Linked DNA regions of Sus scrofa: region 2 is linked to region 1. The links are chromatin contacts, called in public HiChIP or PLAC-seq maps. All regions are on one chromosome and are shown on one strand. The core of a region is the stretch at or near the end of the contact, and the rest is flanking DNA. Distances in the headings are between cores, read along the strand shown.

Evidence for each region. HiChIP or PLAC-seq counts read pairs in DNA pulled down with a chosen protein or histone mark.
Region 2: a contact with region 1 is called in an H3K27ac HiChIP or PLAC-seq map of skeletal muscle, with 5 times the contacts expected there. The contact joins two enhancer-like sites. A contact is called at or near these places in 2 of 47 Hi-C or Micro-C datasets (embryonic fibroblasts and epiblast stem cells) and 1 of 2 datasets of contacts at active chromatin or transcription factors (skeletal muscle).

Annotation. Positions count from the first base shown.
Region 1 is chr2:117,680,303-117,686,892 of Sscrofa11.1, reverse strand. The region is part of intron 2 of NREP (neuronal regeneration-related protein); the gene reads right to left. Among named protein-coding and RNA genes, the nearest start is that of NREP, 180 kb to the right of the region's middle. Within about 2 kb of position 3,987, at least 10 of the 83 cell types and tissues checked have an H3K27ac peak or open chromatin away from gene starts, as enhancers often do. A contact at or near this core is called in skeletal muscle, where this site is marked.
Region 2 is chr2:117,897,755-117,904,344 of Sscrofa11.1, reverse strand. No RefSeq gene overlaps it. Among named protein-coding and RNA genes, the nearest start is that of YTHDC2, 100 kb to the left of the region's middle. Within about 2 kb of position 2,619, at least 39 of the 83 cell types and tissues checked have an H3K27ac peak or open chromatin away from gene starts, as enhancers often do. A contact at or near this core is called in skeletal muscle, where this site is marked.

The DNA of each region.
Region 1 (6,590 bases), core at 2,738-5,237:
CCCCATTTCTCGATTTCTAATAATTATTTTTTCCATCAAAATTCCAGTCATATATACTCAAAATCTCAGAATCATCTTCAGCTCCCCTTTATCCTTCTTATTTGATTAGTTAATAATTTCTACTCTTACTGCTCTTAAATACGTTGATTATTATCTGTATATATCCCTACATCTCTATTCTAATATGTTAACACTCAAAGGCAAGAACTCTTCCTTGTAAGTTTGAACAACAGCTTCATTTCTCCTCATGTATGCACTCCCTTAATCCTTCAATGTCTACTATCATGCTATTTGCAGAATTTAAAAACTTGGGTTTAGGAGTTCCCATTGTGGCTCAGCAGAAATGAATCTGACTAGCGTTCATGAAGACACAGGTTCAATCCCTGGCCTTGTTCAGTAGATTAAGAATCCAACACTGCTGTGAGCTGTGGTGTAGATCACAGACGTGGCTCGGATCCTGAGTTGCTGTGGCTGTGGTGTAAGTCAGCAGCTGCAGCTCCAATTTAACCCCTAGCCTGAGAACCTCCATATGCCATGGTGCAGCCTTAAAAAGACAAATAAAAATAAAAATAAAATAAAAACTTTAGGGTTTAAATTATAAAATCCAACAGTGTTATATGAATTTTCAAGTCCCTCCATGATATGATTATATTTGCTTTAGATTCTTATTAAAGACTTTTGAACTAAGGGGAAAGGGAAGAAAAGAAAGGATAAGAAGAAAAGGGAAAGAAGAAAAGAAGAAATGGAAGAGAGGAAAATGAAAAAAAAATAAAAGAAAGATATTTTTGTTGGAAATGACAGACACCAACCTCAAAATAAATTAACCACAGACATAAAATTGCTGACACATATAACTAGGAATGTAAGAGCTGAATCTGGCTTCAGGAGAGCTGGAGCCAGGGTTTTACATGATATCATTAGGACATCATGTCTTTCTCTATTTCACAGCCCTGTTTTCCTCAGTATCTGCTTTATTTTATGCCAGGGTCTCTGTAAAAAGATGGAAAAGATCTACACCAGTTTAGCTGGCTCATTTAGATAGCACAGGCAAATTTTCATCATTAACTCTAACTGGCTCACACTGGATCTTGTGCCCAATTCTGAACCAATCACTGTGACCAAAGACAGGCGGTACATTCCTTAAGCAGATCTGGGATACATCCTCATCCCTGGAGCTGGGTAGTGTGAGCCCTACTAAACCAAATGGATGAGACATGGGGAGAGGAGACTTTCCAAAGAGATTCTGACATGGCATAATGAATATTTATGTAAGACAAACTAAATTGAAAGAGCTAGTGAGCAGGATAATCTACTAACCTGAAATGGCCAATTCTGCTAACCATCCATTGGTGAGATCTTGTCAAGCTAATTCAGTGTCCTTTCACTTTCTTTCACAACAAATGGGCATAGAACTAATTCCACCAGCTGCTCCCACAAAAACAAGATCCTCAGATGAACCTTGGCAGAGTAATGCCAACATCGCAAATGGCAAAAGTTTATGGAGTTCAGTATGAGCCTTACACTAAAGTTCTTCACAACATAAATTTGTATAAATATGGAGCTTTTGATTTTAAAGCACTTCCATGTTGTCTAAATTAATATAAGTAAGACCACCATGAAATACACAGTTTTTCATTTAACACATAATGCTTTGTTTCTCAGGCCATAGTAAAAGATAGTCCCCTGAAAACTCAGCTGTCCCGTGGAACTGGTCATTTCCTCTCTTCCTCTTCTCATTCCTTCTAGAAAAGTCACTAACAAAGAAGGCACATGGAGGTGCCTCAGGATTGCCTCTATCAGAACCTACTTTGTCAAGGGGTTAACGTCTGTTTAAAAGACACTGTATTTTCTCTTTACTCTCTCGCCCAACTAAAAAATAAATTCCCATTGACCTCACGCCAAGAATAGCCACAACTTCCTCCAAAATTATCTCTGCTTCTCTTCTAGTCATATATCTTCTAGAGTTTTGCAGTCAACCAACTGAGAAATCAAAACTAAAACCAACCAACCAAGAAACATATACAATATCTTCTACGAAAATTAAGAAAATTCCAGTCTACCTATTATTAATTTTTTTTTCTATAACATAATGAACTTTAACTCTTCTAAGGCAGTGACTATTTGTAAGATGTGGAAGCACATGTCATAGTTTACATGTTCTCAACAAGAGTAATGTTGACATTTTAAAACGTGTAAGTTCAAAGAAATAATGTATTCCTATGGAAGTTCCTGTCTTTGTATTCTCTCCTCCACTATTTTTTACAGGTATCTCTATACAATAGCTACTTTAAAATTCTTTCCTACAGAGTTCTTGCTGTGGCACAACGACATCTCTGCAGCACCAGGACACAGGTTGGATCTCTGGCCTGATACCATGGGTTAAGGATTCAGTGCTGCCACGCCAACAGCTCAGTCTAATCCCTGGCCTGGAAACTCCATAATGCTACAGGGTGATCAAAAAAGAAAAAAAATTATTAAAATTAATTAAAATATTGTCTTTGGAGATCCTAAGTACGAAGCTTGCCAGAGAAAAACTTCTTTAATTTAGATCTCTTTAATTCAGATTCTGTGCCCTTTCAATTAAGAACCGAAGTAAATTGTCTTTTATAATATTAATAAGAAATGTGATATGATAAATGAATAATATTGAACTACATTATAGAAGGATATTTATCAACTTAGAAAAGGTTTCAGTTTTATCATTTACATATCATTTATATAATGTAATCATGATAGATATCACTTATTGAGCCGACTAGCTGCTTTATATTATCTTATTAAATCCTCACAACAAATCTATGATGTAATTACTTTAATCTGTTCTTTACAGATGCAGAAAATAAATCTCAGAGAGAAACCACTCAGAGGTTTTCTAGAGAAGCTGGACCCTAAGTCCAAACATTAGGCTCTTAACAAATATACCATACTCTTCCTCCTTCTAAGAGGTGACCACTCTTTGGAAGAGTGCACGGATGTGATAATTTTAAATTATTTTAAGGCATATCTTAAAGCAAGGCATCTTGGCCAGGAAATTTTTCATAGCATGTTCTAGTTATCACATAAATTTTAGTATTCATGTAATGTTTGAAGTAAACTTATTTCTTTATGACATCGTATAAAGATGTCTTCTTGTTAGTTACTAAGGCTTTCCTAGACTTTGCCACTTTATGATCAGTTTATGTTCACATGCTATACTCCATGCTGGCAACGCTCACTCACATTCCTCATAATTTCTAATTCAACATCTGCTGCCAACTCAGTCTTCGAGAGCCACATTAAATGTTTTGGATATCAAAGTTATATTTGTTAGAAAACACATTTGTTGGCCCCAAATATTAAATAATGAAGACAAACTGCATTGAGAAAGATAGGGGCCTAATCATCCCTATAAATCCAGAAATATTCAGTTCCCCACAAAAGCCTCATTCTAATAATTTCATCTTTCCTGTAATGTGACTTCCCTGGTGCAAAGATCAGGTCAATGTGTTCCACATTTTTTTGGACAACTTTGTATTTTGGATCAGAAATGTATGGCAGTGAACAGCTGTGAAGAAAATAGAAGGCAGTGTACTGGATAAATGCTGGCCGAAACATAGTGAAATGAATCCTCACTATTTTCAAAAAACAACAATACAAACTATATACTTAACAGTCCTTACTGTTACTCAGCCCTGCCTTACAAGATGCACACAAGAGAGGGAGAGATGCCCCGGTGGTACTTGCCTCTATGTCAACAATCTGTAGATATGTAGGCTAGGATCTGCTGTGGCTATTTCAGTTACACCAGGTTCAAAGATCATTTGTCATATATGCTCAGAGACAAAAACAAGACTCCTTTCCAGACAGCTGTGCCTAAGGGACATGCAAAAGTGAATGGGAGTCCAAGGCATGTCTTCATGGAAAAAATTCCTAAACACCAAAACCAATCCAGCACTTCTCTCCCCTGCCCTGTCAGTCTGTCACCTTTCCCAAGCAAAGAACAGCTCACTGTAAGTGGACAACATGTTCCCAGCTGTGGCTGAGTCATATCATGACTATGAATCCAAATCAGCATCTTTCCAGTGTGGGAAAAAAAAATCTGAGCTTAATCAATTCCCCATGTAGAAGGCATTTCCAGTTTTTCTCATCCTCTCTGGAGAATGAGAAAACCACCTAACTTGATGCTTGGTGACCAAAACTCACCCACCTAAAATGTGAAATAAAGGGCAAAGATAGTTTGTGAATCTCTTACTAGAATGTTCAAAAAGAAAATGCAGACAACAACAATACAGCCATAGAATCTGGGTAAGAAAACTGAAGTAAGGTTAAAGTACAAGAAGACAAACAAATGAAAAACAAAACAAAATCTTAAAGCCCTTTCCCCCTCAACAAGCAATTTTCCATAGCAACATATTCTAATCATAAATAAGAGTGTTGCTGGAAGACCAAGGTTATTAAAAGCATTTTCATCGTCCAAAACAAATGTCCTCACGTTAAATGTGCTGTCAAACCGGCTCCAGGGATGGAGTATGTCGGCCCTACCGCTGAGTAACACATTAAGATTCAAGGTAACTGCACCTGTATATCAACAATAGGTCAAAACCTGCAGTCCAACACAAAGGCATTCAAAATGTTAAAACCCCGAATTTTTTTAATTATAAAAATACTTGAGACAAACAAATAGGTCTAGGATATAGGATAATGAGCACTCATCTACCCACCATCTATGTATCCCCCATTAGCCTAAGAACTAAAATGTTAAATTGCAGTTTAAGTTCCCTATGTGCCGCTCCCCAACAGCACTATCCTTACTCTCTGACACAGGTTTTCACTACCCTAAACTTGATGTTTGGCTTTTCCAAAAATGTCTTTATACTTTTACTATGTATATACATATCTCAAGATAATATGTGTAGTTATTTTGTAAAACTGTAAATAAATTGTATCATTCTGTCTGCATCCTTCTTGCTTAAACATTGTGAGATTTATCCATGATGATATACAGTATTCCTATTTACTCATTTATTCTGATATAGCATCTTTTTTTTTGGACTCAATGAATTTTATTACATTTATAGGTGTACAATGATCATCACAACCCAATTTTATAGCATTTCCATCCTAAACCCCCAGTGCACCCCCCTACCCCCCAACCTGTCTCATTTGGTAACCATAAATTTTTCAAAGTCTGTGAGTCAGTATCTGTTCTGCAAAGAAGTTCATTGTGTCCTTTTTTTAGATTCTACATGTAAGCGACAGCATATGATGTTGGTGTCTCACTGTCTGACCGACCTCACTTAGCATGATAATTTCTAGGTCCATCCATGTTGTTGAAAATGCCATTATTTCTTTTCTTCTAATGGCTAATATTCCATTGCGTATATGTACCACATCTTCTTTATCCACTCCTCTGTTGATGGACATTTAGGTTGTTTCCATATCTTGGCTACTGTATACAGTGCTGTAGTGAACACTGGAGTACATGTGTCTTTTTAGAGTCATGGTTTTCTCTGCTGATATAGTATTTCCTCACACATTCATACAATTCATTTTCCATTCTTCTAGTGATGGATATTTAATTGTTACTAATTTGTTCCATTGCCAAAAATGTTGCTATGAACATTCTTATATATTTATCTTTGAATGTATGATTAAATGTTTCTTTAGGGCAGGAGTCAGCAAACTATGCCTTAGGGATACCTGGTCTGCCATCTGTTTTAATAAATAAAGATTTATTGTAACACAGCCATACTCATGTTTGTATACTGTCTATGGTTCCTTTCACACTACAGTGGCAGAGTTGAATAGGCGTGACAGAGAATATATGGCCTGTAAAGCTGAAAATACTTATTACCTGGCCTTTGCCAACTCTCTGCTTTAGGGTATAAACTTAGCAGTGACATGTTGATGGAGGAGTACATAAATATTCGATTTTACCAAATGTTGCCAAAAGCTTCCCAAAGTAATGTACCAAATTATACTTTCTTCAATAATGCAAAAACATCCACATTCTCATTGTTCCTCAACCTCACCAGCACTAGAAATCTCAAAAGTTTTCAAATTGTGTCCATTTACTTTGTAGTTTCATTTCAAGTATCCTGGATTTGCTACAATGGCTCACAGCACATTTGTGAGGAATGTTTTAGGGTGATAACTGAAATGGTAAAGCAATGGTATAACTCCATCTAAAGGTCAGGCTGAAGCACAAGGACATTTTCCTATTTGTTTCCACCTAGAGCTCTCCTCGCAAAGACTACACCTTGTTCTATTTACGGACATCTTGACCTCAGGTAAACTATCTCGAAGGATCTATTCGACTGGATCATGTGCGCCAAATTCTTCTATAGCTCTTAATTTGCTACCCGCTGAAGACAACTTCCTAATCCTTCCAGTAACAGATAAACTGTACCATGAAGCATAGTCCTAGAAACTTTTCATGAATAGAGTGAAGTCCTACTGTTTCAATAATGGGACACCTAGTCTCCATACGCATCACGGAAGGGAAGTTTCTACCACCTACACATGAGGCCAACCAGCTAGGATGGAGTGAGACTATGGTGAAAGAAGGAAGGTTTCAGCTGTGCTTTTGGCTTCTCTGAAGGTGAGGCTCC
Region 2 (6,590 bases), core at 1,370-3,869, 220 kb before region 1:
AATCCTCACAAGGGCTCTAATGAGGTGGGAATTCTAAAGAAGGTGATGTCTTTTTCTTGTGTAGACACTGAGATCGGAGTATGGGGAATCTGGTTTCATAACTTCTGTGGAAATGCCTTGTCTCTTGTCTTAACACCCCCGGGGGTGGGGGGGCGTCTTTTGTCCTCAGTTTAGAGCTGTCTCCAAAATTACCCCTCCCTGCCAGTCAGCAGTCTTGAAGGAGCAGGAAAGTGTTTTGTTCGTAAACCACAATTTGTGCTACAATTACCATGTTGCTTACAATAGAAATGTGAATGCATGTGTGTCTCTGTTTACCCCTCTTCATTGTGCTTTTTTTTTTTTTTGTCTTTTTGCCATTTCTTGGGCCACTCCTGTGGCATATGGAGGTTCCCAGGCTAGGGGTCCAATCGGAGCTGTAGCCACCTGCCTACGCCAGAGCCACAGCAACGCGGGATCCGAGCCGCGTCTGCAACCTACACCACAGCTCACAGCAACGCCGGATCGTTAACCCACTGAGCAAGGGCAGGGACCGAACCCAACCTCATGGTTCCTAGTCAGATTCGTTAACCACTGGGCCACGACAGGAACTCCTCATTGTGCTTTTTAACTATGAGAGTAACAGAGACTATAGCAACAAATTCAAGCAACACAGAGATACAAGAAATAAAAACCAATTTCCTGTTAGTTAATTGTCTCATCCCCCGATATTTAAATGCTTTCATTTGGAGTTCCCGTAGTGGCGCAGTGGTTAACGAATCTAACTAGGAACCATGAGGTTGCGGTTTTGATCCCTGCCCTTGCTCAGTGGGTTAACGATTCGGCGTTGCCGTGAGCTGTGGCGTAGGTTGCAGACGCGGCTTGGATCCTGCGTTGCTGTGTCTCTGGCATAGGCTGGCAGCTACAGCTCCGATTAGATCCCTAGCCTGGGAACCTCCACATGCCGTGGGAGCGGCCCAAGAAATGGCAAAACGACAAAAAAAAAAAAAAAAATGCTTTCATTAGTTTGCAGCCTGTGTGTGTGTGTGTTTTCTACCTACATCCTTTTTTTTTACTGTATGTACAAATATAGATTACATATTTGTTTTTTATAAAAATGGGATTATACCATGTATGTCTCTCTATATGAACATATATACTATACATGTGTTTTACACACAAATATATAGACACACATACTATATGTAATAGATATTTGAGTCTTTTTTTCGTTTAACATAAAACTATGTCAGTACATTCAGATCCACAGCATCTTTTTGGTGGTCCTGTAATATTCTTTGGCATGAATGTTCTATGATTTATTTGTCCATTTTCCTCTTGACAGTCTTGAGTTTACCTCTAGTATTTTGCTATTACAATGTGCACACACACATACACACACACACACACATACCCCTTTCCCTCTAAAAATCAGAGCTTTTCTAAAACAGAATCCTATACATGGGATAGCTTGGTTGGAAAAAAGTGTTTATTTTAAATTTGATAACTTCTACCAAATTGTCTTTCAAAAAGGTCACAGCCATTAACAAAATATAAAGGGCTTTTCCTCCTTATCCTCCTTATCCTTATCCTATATGTCATCAAAAACTTACTCAATTTTTGCCAACCTAACCAAAACAAAAAAACAAAAAAAAAAAAAAAAAAAAACCAACAAAAAACCTATAACCATTAGTGATTTGAGCATCTTTCAAATGTTACTGACCATCTGTAAATTCTTCTCTAAAATGTCTCTTATCATTTGCCCATTTTTCCCCTTTCATCTTTTTATATTGTTTTGTAGGAGCAATTTAGTTATGATGGATGTTAACTCTTTGTCTCTTCTTTGTGTTGCAAATATTTTCCCACCGTCCTCATTTGACTCTTATATTTATTCATGTGAACTGACTTTGCCAAGTATTAGTTTTGGCTTCTTAATTATTCCAATCTGTCAACCTTTTCCTTTATGGCTTCTGGACCTCCGGTGGGCCTCAAAGGCTCTCTCCACTCCAGCTTTGTGAAAATATGGAGAGTGTGCTTACTTAGCGCCCGAGATGGTCCAATTCAAAGAAGCAACAGCAAAAGAGTTGAGAGGATGCCAAGGAAAATCGCCCTGAGCCCTGTGAGGAATCTGCCTAGCCCCCACATTTCCCCTCCACTGTACTTTTCCAGCCTGTGGTTATTTGTTCTGCCTCTAGACAGCCCTGATATTCCACCAAGTTCGCCTCCTTTCTCTCTCATTCCTGTGCAGAGAGCTGTTTGGTTTTCTGTCTTTGCTCTGATTTCACAGACTATTCTCTGCACTAAGTGGGGCTCCACTGACCTGTAGGTCTCCTACCCTAGGACTGAAGGCAACATTATTAACAATATTTGCGTCTTTCTGTTCCCTCTTCCTGCTGCCCCCATCTCCTTCCTGGAGTGAGCAAGGCAGCCGAAAGCAGGCGTTTGACACATCTGCCCTGGGTTGGCTTGATACCAATGGGAAAGTTTGATGTTGCAAGCTTTTAATAGCCACTCGCATTTCCCTGACTTACAATCGTGCAGGCTTCCTTGACTTCCTTCCAATTCAATAAGGACAAAGAAAGCAAGCTGAGTTTGCCGCTGCTAGCTGCTCCGGTCCTGGGAGAACCAGCCCCAGGCAGGCAGATGACATAAGAGCCTTTGTCTTGGGCCCCTTTCTCTGCCCCAGCTGCCCCTTCTCTCTTGGCTCACTGGGTACAAGCGCTGTCAAGTTTCTCTCCTGAATGGGGTCAACCACAAACCAATGTCAAGGGTTATCTTAGGAGGATTTTGCCCCACCACAGTCTCTGCCCATCCAACATCAGCTGTGTTCATTTCTTAAACATTCTATCTGAGTACACTTAGTATGCCTATGCGCAAATGGAGCTTCAAGACAAGCTCCCCAGCTGCCCTTGCAAACACATTTCAGCCTGTTGTACCTGAATCCTGTGCAGACATCTGGCGCCCCACCCATCTCCCTAATTTTTCCAGGTGTTTGCGGGGGGAAGATAAGTGCAGGAGGTGGAGGATTGAGCCCAAGAACTCAGATTTCAGGTTTCAGTGAGTAAAACCTGGGAAGCACAGAGCGGACTCACTGCATGGGGAGGCTGCCACTTCCTGACCTCTGTCCTGGAAAAACACTGGTTCCCTGGAGCCTCTTCTGGGGAATACTGGAGAGCAAGAGACGGAGGTGCTTTCAACACTTCCCTTTGTCTGGCTTATTTGTACTTCCTCATTTTTTCTCCTGTAAATTCTAAGTATTGTTTCTAATAATAAAAGATGGTTTTATCCTAAATTTTAAAAAATGTCATCCTCGGAGAAGCTCTCAAAACTCCCAGTAAGAGTTTAAAGGAAGCTATGTGGACATTTAAATGAGTTAATAAGTCCCCCAGCTCAGAAGTGCTGGCTGAATATCAGTTGTTATCATTATCAGTATTATTAGTTCTACTATTATTCCGAAGAAGGAACATATTAAAGGTAAATGTAGAGCTAGTGTTGAGTGAGGAGAGATAGCTGATTCTAGGATTAGAAGATTCTTCTCATGAACTGTGGAATCGGCTCAGATTAGCCACATTTATATTTGGCAGCTGTATGAGTTTTTCAACAACTAAGGTTCCCAGCAGCATGAAAGATGCTACATCTTGATGTTTCTCCCTGTGGTCTGGCTTATGGACAAAGAGTTCAGGGGTGGGAAAAATCTTTCTCAACATAAAATGGTAAAGCAAGACTAGAAAAATCAAGAGAGAACTAAGAAAAGACTAGAGAAGAATGACTTCCTAGCTGATCCGGAAGCAAAGAAAGATCACTGGTCTAGTGACTCCTGAGAGGCATACTCACCATCTGTAATTCCCACTTTAGATATTCTGTTCCTTTACCTCAACAAATACCATCAAGGGTTCTGATATTTACATTGGAAAATATGGCTACCACATGTCTCCTTAAGCACAGGAAAATTTCTAAAAGGATGCATGACTCCCTCTGTTCAATATGTGCTGGGAATCTCATATGCACAAAATATTTTGAAGTTGCCTTTCACCAAAAGGAGGAGAAAAGCAGCAGCTCGGTGGCACACACATTGTTGAAAATGCATTTCAACCAGAAGATGCCACCGCCTCGGTGGCTTCGTGCCTCCAGCTCACTCACAGGGCTTCCGCTGTTTGGGGTGCCAGGAACCCCACTAGGGATCCAAGTTTTCAAGGCTAATGAAGATGATTTAGATGTGACGTGTGGAAGGGCCGTGTGGCATAAAGCCTTTGCTGTATGAAATCCTGGCACAGCTGCTCAGAGAAATGTGAGTGGGTAGGGAAGCTGGGGGTGTGAGAAGGCACGAAGCCATCAGGCAGAGCTGGCCCTAAAGAAGGAGCTAGAGTCCAACTCCCTTTTTTGTCTTCACTTTTATCAATTTCATCTTAAAAAAAAAAAAAAAAAAAACTCCATTAAAAAAACTTGGCAATTCATCCAATAAAGCGTGACTCTAGGCCGAAGTAGTAATATTTACTTTTTAAAATGTGGGATTTAAGATAACAGGGTTAACAAGGGACAACATCATCACTAGAACAAATGGCTGTTGATCACCTAGTTAACCAAATACACTTGAAGCTGGGGACAAAAATAGGCAGACTGGGACCCAGTCATTCCTTGTCTTCATGAAGCACCAGGAAAACGTGAATAATTCCAGAGGGAATATTTGAGAGCACATATTCATTGGCCATGTGCTTAGTGTTAATATTCATCAGCCATGAGAAACCTAGAATGTTCCAACACAATAAAAGCAAGGAGGTTCTGATTGGGGGAAAAAAAAAAGTGTGGGCTTTTACCTTTAATCTTTGCTCTTAAACCTAATTCTTCAACCCTGTTTGGAGACAGAAGCCCACTACAATCCCCAGTGCCTCTCCAGGCTCAGCCTTGTGGTTTGATAGCCTAACTTAACAGGTGACCTTCTCGTGCTTCATGATTTCTTTAGGCTTCTTTCTGTAGAAGGAGCAGAGCCAAGGCTCTGCATGGAGCGTGGCTTCATGTCCCCTGCTATTGTCCCACCAGGCTCATTTCTAAGGTTAAAGCAGCAATTTTAAAAGTTGTATTTTTCCTGAAGATGCTATTAATGCTCTACACAATGTTAAAACAAGAATGATCTGAACTGATTTAAACCTTTGGGGGTTTGCTGCATTTCCAGGAAAGGCTGTAATGATGTGTTCAGGGTAGGAAGGGAGTCATAGTATTCACGAAGAAGATGGGTAATGAGAGGTCCACTCATGTGTGTGTGTGTGTGTGTGTGCGTGTGTGTGTGTGTGTGTGTGTGTGTGTGTGTATTACTCCACTCCATCAACAAGGTATGAACCTTGATGGCACAGGAGAAAAATGTATCCTATTTTAAGGACCCCTGAGACAAAGGAAGAGTTTATACTTGGAGTTAGGTCCATAATTTCCTACTGCCATGGGTTAATACCATGTATTAATACCATGTATAAAGGGAACTTTTCTAGATTTTTAATAAAATCTAATGTTTATAGGAACTGCTTTATTATGTGCTAAGTACTACTTATGCATTTTCTCTTTTCCTTCTCATAAACATTCCCTGGGGTCCGTTTTATTATTATCCTCATATTATGGATGAGCCAACGAGGCAAAGAGAAGTTAAGTAACTTGTCTGTGGTCACGTAGCAATAAATGGTAACAATGGGACTCAATCAAAGATAGCAAAGTCTGTGCTCCTCGAGATCTTTTGGGGGGGGCCTCTCACAAAGAACTTTCTCACATGTAATCTCAGGTATGCTTTGAAACAGCCTTGTGCATTAAGTATTATTGGCCTCATCTTATGAATGAAACCAGTAAGGCTACGGCACAGATTTAGGTCCATTAGTTTTTTAAGTAAAGCATTTTTTAAGCCAAACAGTTGTATGAACCATTAAAAACTCTTAAATAAAATTTTTAACACTGTCTATTTTAAATACTCATCACCTAAGAAAATGTTAATGTTCAATTTTAACACAAAATTTTGCCAACTCCCATTCTGGATAGGTTGCCAAACTTAACAAATAAAAATACAGAATGCCCAGTTCAATTTGAATTTCATATAAACAGCAAATGATTTGCATAGGTACACTTATACTAAAACAGTATTATTTATCTGAAATTCAAATTGAACTGGGCATTTTGAATTTTTATCTGGCAACCCTATTTCTGGAAGATATATTGAATGGGCAATAAACAAGGAAAGCTGAAGCCAATTGAGAAGGATTAGGAAATGATGCTTTTGTCATCAGCAACATTTGTACTAAGCACATATCTGTGGATGATGCCTGCCTAGCTACTGTACAACTGTGTGGTCTGGTTTCTGCCCTTCTGGACTTTACCAGTCCAATCATTATAATGTGAAAACAGTGATGATGACTCTTTCATATGTTTTTAGTTCTACCTACTAAAAATTAATAATAGGAATTGCCATTTGTATAGTTTTTGATGATTTGTACTAATTTAAGACTCACAAACTCTTATGAGGTCTGTGGGTATTCCCATTTCACAGAAAGAGAAAAAGACTAAAAAGTTACTTGTCTAAGGAAACAGATAATAAGAAGCAAAACTGGTTTTTGGTTTTTTTCTCTTTAGGGCCACACCTG